Regions from separate parts of the Arachis hypogaea genome. Here regions 2 and 3 are each linked to region 1. The links are chromatin contacts, called in public Hi-C maps. All regions are on one chromosome and are shown on one strand. The core of a region is the stretch at or near the end of the contact, and the rest is flanking DNA. Distances in the headings are between cores, read along the strand shown.

What was found. Hi-C and Micro-C count contacts between places; a contact is called where the count stands out from the background.
Region 2: a Hi-C map of leaf shows a contact between it and region 1, with 6 times the contacts expected there. The contact joins the enhancer-like site here to the promoter of LOC112789782 in region 1. A contact is called at or near these places in 4 of 8 Hi-C or Micro-C datasets (leaf and an unstated tissue).
Region 3: a Hi-C map of leaf shows a contact between it and region 1, with 3 times the contacts expected there. The contact joins the enhancer-like site here to the promoter of LOC112789782 in region 1. A contact is called at or near these places in 2 of 8 Hi-C or Micro-C datasets (leaf and an unstated tissue).

What each region holds. Positions count from the first base shown.
Region 1 is chr3:20,790,440-20,793,139 of arahy.Tifrunner.gnm2.J5K5, reverse strand. LOC112789782 reads left to right here and starts at 1,425. Exons shown (of 7, transcript XR_011879601.1): 1 at 1,425-1,728; 2 at 1,835-2,156.
Region 2 is chr3:20,653,217-20,655,916 of arahy.Tifrunner.gnm2.J5K5, reverse strand. It overlaps LOC112789781 (protein ACCELERATED CELL DEATH 6-like), which reads left to right. Exons shown (of 4, transcript XM_072232522.1): 3 at 1-283; 4 at 2,029-2,700. Among protein-coding and RNA genes, the nearest start is that of LOC112789781, 9.8 kb to the left of the region's middle. Within about 2 kb of position 1,301, at least 2 of the 3 cell types and tissues checked have open chromatin away from gene starts, as enhancers often do.
Region 3 is chr3:20,943,211-20,945,910 of arahy.Tifrunner.gnm2.J5K5, reverse strand. No RefSeq gene overlaps it. Among protein-coding and RNA genes, the nearest start is that of LOC112789787, 16 kb to the left of the region's middle. Within about 2 kb of position 1,265, at least 3 of the 3 cell types and tissues checked have open chromatin away from gene starts, as enhancers often do.

The sequences.
Region 1 (2,700 bases), core at 176-2,675:
TTCTCCTATTCTTTGCTCTTTTAATGTTCTGCGTATGAGGCAATTTTAAATAATCTCCTGCAACTCGAGCAACAGCAAAACAGAGTTTGAAACTTTAAGTTTTAAACTAACTTGATTCAACCCCCCTTCTCAAGTTCAACTAGAATCATCAAACCTTTATAAGATGGGTCAGATTCAACCAATAGCTTCATAGCCTCAGCAATTGTGTTCGAGTCCAACTTAGAGTGATTGTTCCCATGGAACACGTGTGCCTCCCGTTATATCTCCAAATCTCCCAACAAGCTTTCTTCTGTATCAAGCTGGTTTGGATAAGCCAATCATACCCAAGTCCATAAGTCTTGCATTTTGCATAGAACGTCTGTGGCTTTGATTCGTAAATAACGTAATCGACTCATCTGAAGATAGTGTAACTTTGAATTGCCGCAATAACCAATTTTCGAGAACCGTATTTCATTCCGATCTTGAACTTCTCGTCCTCAGGATCAGCAACACCTATAACAAGAATACATTGTTGCTCATCAATCCGTCAAAACAAAATAAAGAAAACATACTACCCACTATTCACGTACCTATGTTCACATATTTGGAAAACTCCGGTGCATGCGGTCAAGATCCAAGCTACGCATAAAAGGTGAAACGTCCATCAGTTGACTAACTGCGGGTGGAACCATTAAAGTTTCTGCGACTGCCTCACCTCCCCATTGTCATCCTCGTCCTTGTCACCGGCTTCATACATAGCTTCGAACTCCTTGTCGCTATCATCGTTCATGCCTTTGTACGCTTCAGTTTTGTCATCTTGCACATTTGGGTCATGTTGAACCTCATCTGTAGTTATATGTTCAAACTCAACATACAACTCAATCCTTGGATGTTGCACTTGAGTTTGCTGGTGAATATGAAACATTCGCTAAATACTTGTTTCGTCAACGATCGGCATAACCTCAAAATATATCAGGCCACCAAATACGGCAACCAAATTCCGGTAGAGAATAATGTTGCTCACCCTCTTTAAAATATTACTCTCTATACTCTAATGAAGTCCGTACTGTAGTTTCGCAAACATTATAGTGCACAAAACCACAAACGAAAATATACTCTCACAAGCAAAACTAATGCCCTTATATGTATTACGTATAATCTTACTGTTGTGGTAAATTACTATATTTGCAATATGCCTTCCATGACACTAACAGTAGAGAAAAACACCTCTCCTGCAATGCAGTCGAACTCCGATTTTTATAAGTAAAAGACTCACTTTGCAGATTTCGTATTGCAAAGTCATCCAACCAGCATCTGTCACGTGTTCAACAAGCAGAATGAACGTATTACTTACATACTTGACACATGTCTAACAAGTAGGCTACGCCACGTAAACAGCACGCAAGATGCATGTTGCTTCTGATTCCACCACGTGTTCATCTGTTGCGTGCTAAGTTAGCACATGACCTGCATGTTGTGCTGCTGGCTCGGCAACCTCTACCCACCTCTATGTACAACCCAAAAAAAAAATTTCAACCAAAAACTCACCTCTTAACCAACCCGGCCGGCAGAGTCACGCGGTAAGCCAGTGACTCGGACGACAGAAGCGGCGGAGGATCGTCCGAAACAGTGAAATCTGCAACAGAGTATTCCTTTCTCAAGGTATGGCGGAACAGCCCCCCCGATCCTCTTTTCCCCGCTGCTCATTAATTCGGTTTAGGAGTAAACCATGGCGATAATTCTATGCAGGTGGGAAGGTCTTTTTTGTAATTTTAATCATACACCTCTCTGTTCCTCAGATTCAGAATGCCTCTCCAATCTCTCTATTCTTTTCTTATCCCTAATTCTCTTGCAGGATACTTGAAGAAGGAATCTTTCAGATTCTGTTGTTATTTAATAAACACAGGTTTGGTTGGCTTCCTCGTGAATCATGGCGAACGCGGCGATTATCGCCGAGCTTAACAGGAACACTGAAAACCGTGCTAAGTTAATTGAAGAAATTGTGAAGTTGGAGAGAAAGATCTTTCCCAAACACGAATCATACGCCGCATTTTTCGACAACGAACTCAAAAGGAAGAACGCTGGACTTCTCTACCTCCACGCTGATGGTGAACTTGTTGGCTATGTCATGTATTCTTGGCCTTCTTCCCTCTACGCCTCCATCACCAAGCTCGCAGGTTCCAATACCTCCACTTCTCTTTGTTTCTTTGGTTGAAATCCAATTAGGTGAAATCAAATTGCTTTGTGTTGTTCTGAAATTGAAGCTTGTGTTGTGTCCTATAAGGTGTTTGATGAAATTCTCCAATGAAAAAATGTGAAAGCTCTTATTTTACGCTTGGGGAAATGAGAATGTAAGGTGTATTCATGCTAGTTTGGTTATATAGAATAAGAATATTCAGGGGATAAATTTGGAATATTAGGAAAAGGAGTGAGAGTAAATTGGAACTACAATTTCTTTTACCAGCTCAATCCATCTCAGTCCTTCTCATGGTGGAGAGTTTTTGTATCTCTTCTGTCATAGGAAAGTAGGAAACAAATCTTTTTGCCCCTCTATGTCACTGATCCACTTGGTTTCTGGGACTGGGAGACTGAAGCTGAGTATTGTCTTTGGTGATCAGAAACTCAAACTAAAATTTCAGTTTTAGAATATAAAGTTTTAGTGGCTTCAATACTTCTAGACTTCTAGACACGGGACTAATTTTCTAGGAACCGAGACTAAAC
Region 2 (2,700 bases), core at 52-2,551, 140 kb after region 1:
TAATCAGAAAGGTCAAAACATTTTGCACATTGCAGCCAAGAATGGAAAAGCTAATTTGTTAAAGTACTTACTAAGAAACAAGAAGATTGAACCGTTCACTATAAATGAGAAAGACAAGAATGGAAATACCCCATTACATTTGGCTGCAAAAAATTTATTCCCTGAGGTTTTGTTCGTGATGACCGGAGATGAAAGAGTGAAGCTAAACTATGTCAACAATGACGGTCTAACTGCTCTTGATATTGTCTTGTTTCATCTCAGCCTAAGAGAAACACCAAGAGAGGTACTAACTACACTTTATTAATGTCATCAAGTAGGTTGTAGCTAATGTCATGAAGTAGGTCACTCCATCCTATTTAAACCTATGGCCCCGTACTCACAAAAAGTCAAACAAAAAGGAAACCTATGCCAAGCACCGACAAAGTTGCATTATATATTTAATTATTCTAAGTAAATAGTCAAATTAGTCATTGAAAAATCATTTGTTCTCCAAATTAGTTCCCGAAAAATTTTTTAAATTAAATTCATCTTTTAAATATTTGAAATTAGTCATGTTAGTCCTTCTGTCAGTTTGTTTGTTAATAGTGTCGAAATTTGTTAATGTAAAATATTAAGTGACACTCTAACACACATGTAGGAGTTTTTAATTGACTATTAACATAATAAGTTTATGAAATTAGATCAAATCAAAACCAAATTGTGAAGAGAACTTGAGGTATTAGAATCTCTAAATTTGAGGTTGATTTTATCTAATTTTATAAACTAATCATGTTAATAGTCAATTAAGACTTTTAGATGTGTGTTGGAGTGTCACTTAAGGTATTACATTAGTAAATATTGACACCATCAACAAACAAAATGACAGAAGGACTAACATGACTAATCTAAAATCTTTAAAGGACAATTTGATTAAAAAAATCTTTCAGAAACTAATTTAAAGAATGAATGATTTTTTAGAGACTAATTTAATCATTTACTCTTAATTATTTATATCTACCTACCCATTGACCAAGGGATTTTTTTAAAAAAATCAAGACTATTTATATTTTTATACTTTATCATTTATCTCGTCATTATTGCAATCGAGATACAGGAAGAAATGATATTTACACATATTTGCTTATACATCTTTTCAAAAATAAAATTGTTAGTTGTTGCCCCACTGGCCAACTCGCCCCACCTTGTCGAAGCCTACGAATTCGACGGTGTTTGACAGCAAAAATAGGATAGTAGCTAAGGCCTTAGCTTAGGTGGTAAATCATATGCCTCTTGACATTCGAATTTTGGAGAATACCAAACATTGAATAGGGTCGTGTGAGAGCGTGGTGTGGATGTGTTGTGATGTTTTAATGCGTAAAATTATGAGCTGTCTAACTCATCTGATTAAAAAAAATAAGATGATTAGATTTAAAGAATTTAAAAAGCCATATATCATTAGAAAAGGTTTCATGAATGTTTGTTTCAATCGTGTGCATTTATACAAAGATCTAATTGTGGCCTAAATTTATTTACTGACTCATTAGATTCCTATTTACATAATATCTGTAAAATGATTTTCTACAAGAGTTTTACACTTTTTCAAGTCTAGCCTTCTTGGTTGCTTAAATGCTAAAGTGAAATGTTAATTATATTTAAATTGTAGATTTTGTACACTCGTGTGTATGTATATATATAATTTAGGGACCCAACACTTTAAGTTAAAAAGAAAGAAGAGAAAATTGACTGTGTTAAAAAAAAAAAAAAAAAATTTGTCTTATTTAACATTCATTAATTATCACAACAATTAATGAATACTAAATAAAATTAATTATAGAACTAATTTTCTTTAGTTACTAAATATTTTTTTTAATTTAAATATAAAACAAACAAAAAAAAGTGTTGGCTACTTAGACAATTAATTAATCCTACTTCTGTCTACAAAGAAATATAGAAGAATAATTTATTTAGAGTTGGTAATACCACAACACTCCACCTTTTCATTTTTATGGAGTGGCAACTGGATGTTTGACATGTTCAATTTCCATGCAGAAACTCTCATATTGGACATTAGGAAAATCTGGAGCTTCATGTTCAATGAGAGCATATAAATTGTATCGGTCACGTTCAGAATCACCCCAAATAGGCATGAAATATGACCAACAAACGGTCAACATATTTTTGATTGTGAGTACACTATTGGTTACAATTACATTTAGTGCAGCTTTTAGTGTTCCAGGTGGTGTTTATAGTTCTGATGACCCAAACCCACACAATAGAGGAATGGCAGTCCTGGCTGACAAAAAATTGTTCAAGGTGTTCACGATCTTCAACACCATAGCTATGTATTGCTCCGCAATTGGATCTATGATGTTTTTGTGGGAACGACTTGGGGATGACCGTCTTGCAGAGATGGCTATCAATTGCGCAACGCTTTTTATGTGTTTCGGTGTCACGTCGGTTGCTTTGGCATTTGCGTTTGCTGTATGTCTAACCGTCAGTAATGACTCCTTTCTTGCAATTGTTATAACTGTCCTTGCCATTTTCTTCATTTCCATTATCATCTCTATAGGTGTTGTAGCATGTTTCCCATATAGAGGTCGCAACCCTCTTGTGCGTCGAGTTAACAGATTCCTTATTTGGTTTAGCTGTAAATTTTGTCAATACACTGATAGACCTAAAAAGTTAGATGCACGGGAAAGGAACAAGGATGCAGAAAAGAAC
Region 3 (2,700 bases), core at 16-2,515, 150 kb before region 1:
AAATATCACCATGACCCTTTAATTCGGAGAATTGCTCAATGTATAGATCAAAATTGGATGGTAGTATTGAAACACAACTTCAGAGAAAGCAATCAACTGGCGGACTAGCTTGCGAAAGAGAAAGAGAATATAAGCATGCATCCAAATTTTCTTTTTCTAGATCAACCCCCTAAGGTGTTAAACAAATCTTAGCTGATGATTTAAGAGGAGTATTGTTACCCCGAATGACCTCTTCTCTGTAATCTCTTCTTGGGCTTTAGCCCCGTTTTTTTAACAAAAAAAAAAAATAATTATATTCGGAGGTTTATCATCCAACTCCTCTTCTGAACTTAGTTGTAGAAACTTTATAATTTTCGAAGTTCGAATATTGATCACAGCAACGACAAAGGAGGAAAATATCTTTCAGTATAAAATATAGGTCAATATAGACTCATTTCAACAAAGAGCCAAGAAACCATTGAAGGACACATCTAATGACAAATCCACCTAATATAACATAGCACATGGCACACCTAACCAAATGGTATGGATTTATGTTTATTTATTCAAACTATCAAGATTTGAAACCAAAACCTCTATGGATAATTTTAACGATATTAAGAATAACTCTAATAGAATGGTTTTAAGGTTTTAAAATTTACGTGTGTATAAAGCAAAATGGTTTTAATAATTCTTTGATTGAGACAATTAATAAAATAAAACTTGTTTCATTTTAGAAAGACATTTTTACTTTGGTAAAAATCTATTAAATTTTTAAAAATATTATATGCTCACAAAAAATAAGTCACCGTCTATGTTAAGTTTAAAAAATAATAATATTAGTTTGATTTTTTTTTTTTAGTTTACCCAAACAGTATCCCCAACTCGACACGTTAAGAACTAATCCGTTGCGGATCTGAGCTTCAATTAAGGGTCTGCCGCTGGCCAATGGGTTGCTGCATGCACAAGGTGAAATTTGAACTCCCGACACTTGTTTAAGCGGATAAGTGAGCTGACCACTCGACCAACCCAAATTGGTTATAATATTAGTTTGATGATGACAAATATATAAGTGTTTGGGTTTTTTTTTTTTGGTCGATAAGTGTTTGGGTTTAAAAGTTCAAATGGTATTTGATGAATGTTATTTATGTAGATCCAAATAAGAAAAGTTGCTCAGTACAAAAAAAACATTGATCAGTTTTGGACAAAATTAAATGGGCATTGCAGCTATAAGTTGGACAGGAATAACAAAAGTATTCTGCATTTTAGTCCATCATTTCATATTCGAGTATAGCCCATAGCAAGAAGAAAAAGTGTGTTTATTTCATCTTTGGCACCAAATCATTTACATCAAAGTATGATGGAGGAAAATTAACAAAACTTGGAGCCAAAAAAAAAAAAAATTAAATGGTGCAGTTTTGGTTTGTACAACCAAGGACAACTTGCTACCCACAAAAGAAAGAAAAAGAAACAACAAAGACAGCACATTCCTGCCCATGATCTTCTGTCACTGTAACATTGTTTCTCTGTCATTTTGCACCTCCACTAATCTTATGTTGTATTCATTTTTTGAAGGAGAATACAATCATGTTTTAGCCCTTGATGCTCAACAATTGTCACCAAGAACAACTTCAAGTTTTAGAAGCAATGCACTTATATAAAAGGAGCATTCAATCAAGAATTAAAGGTAAGGAGTAAGAGCACTAAATCTGATTTTTTTTTTATAGCATTCTTGTTATATTTATCTTCTCCTGTATGTTGTTCATTGAATATGTTATTTTTTAGTTTAGTTTTTTTTGTTTTAATGATAAAGACAAATATGTGAGGCATTAGTAAAGTTATTGAGAGAAAAGACAAAGAGAGATATACTTGTAAAAAAAGTCATTGAATGTATCAAATCTTTTTTATGTATTTTCTGTTTTTTGTCATGAACTTGCCAGGTTCTCTTTACTAAGTTTGGAAAGTACTTAGTATTAAAATCTAAATTAGGTAGCTTAATGGTTACAAATTTAGTAAGAAACTTATGTGTTCTTTGATAGGATTAGAAATAATCCTAAGAAATTAATGTATGTAATTCTAAAAACTATAATAAAAATTCTATCATTGTTATAGTAAAAACTAGATGTAGATCACATTATATTAAGTGGCTAAATTAGGATATACATGGTACAAGTTTTTTTTTTCTGTTCTATTTTTTATTCTATTTTTATGAGATAAAAATAAAAAATTTCCTACATAATTATTTTAACAGACACTATAACATTTAAGATTCAATCTGTTTTAGTTACTAAATTAAAAAGTTGTCTTAGATTCAATCCTTTTTTTCTAAGTTATTAATAATTTTTAATGTATTTATGTATAAATACATATAATTTATTTTTAATATATATTTATATTTTAATATATATTTTATATAAATAATTAATTTGATAGTTAATCTTTTATGTATATTTAATATAATTGTAAATTTTATCATTTTATATAAAATTTAAAATAAATTTAAACTAAATATTAAAACAATAAATTTTATATTTAATTTTAAATTATTATTTATCATATGTGATTTTACAAATATTAATAATATAATATTTTATAAAATTTAAAATAAAATTAAACTGAAACAGAATATTAGAAATACTTTAAAGTAACACACTATGAATAGTTACTCAGGCATTTTCTTCAATTTCTCTTTCCATGTTTTACAATGGTCAACAAAATTAA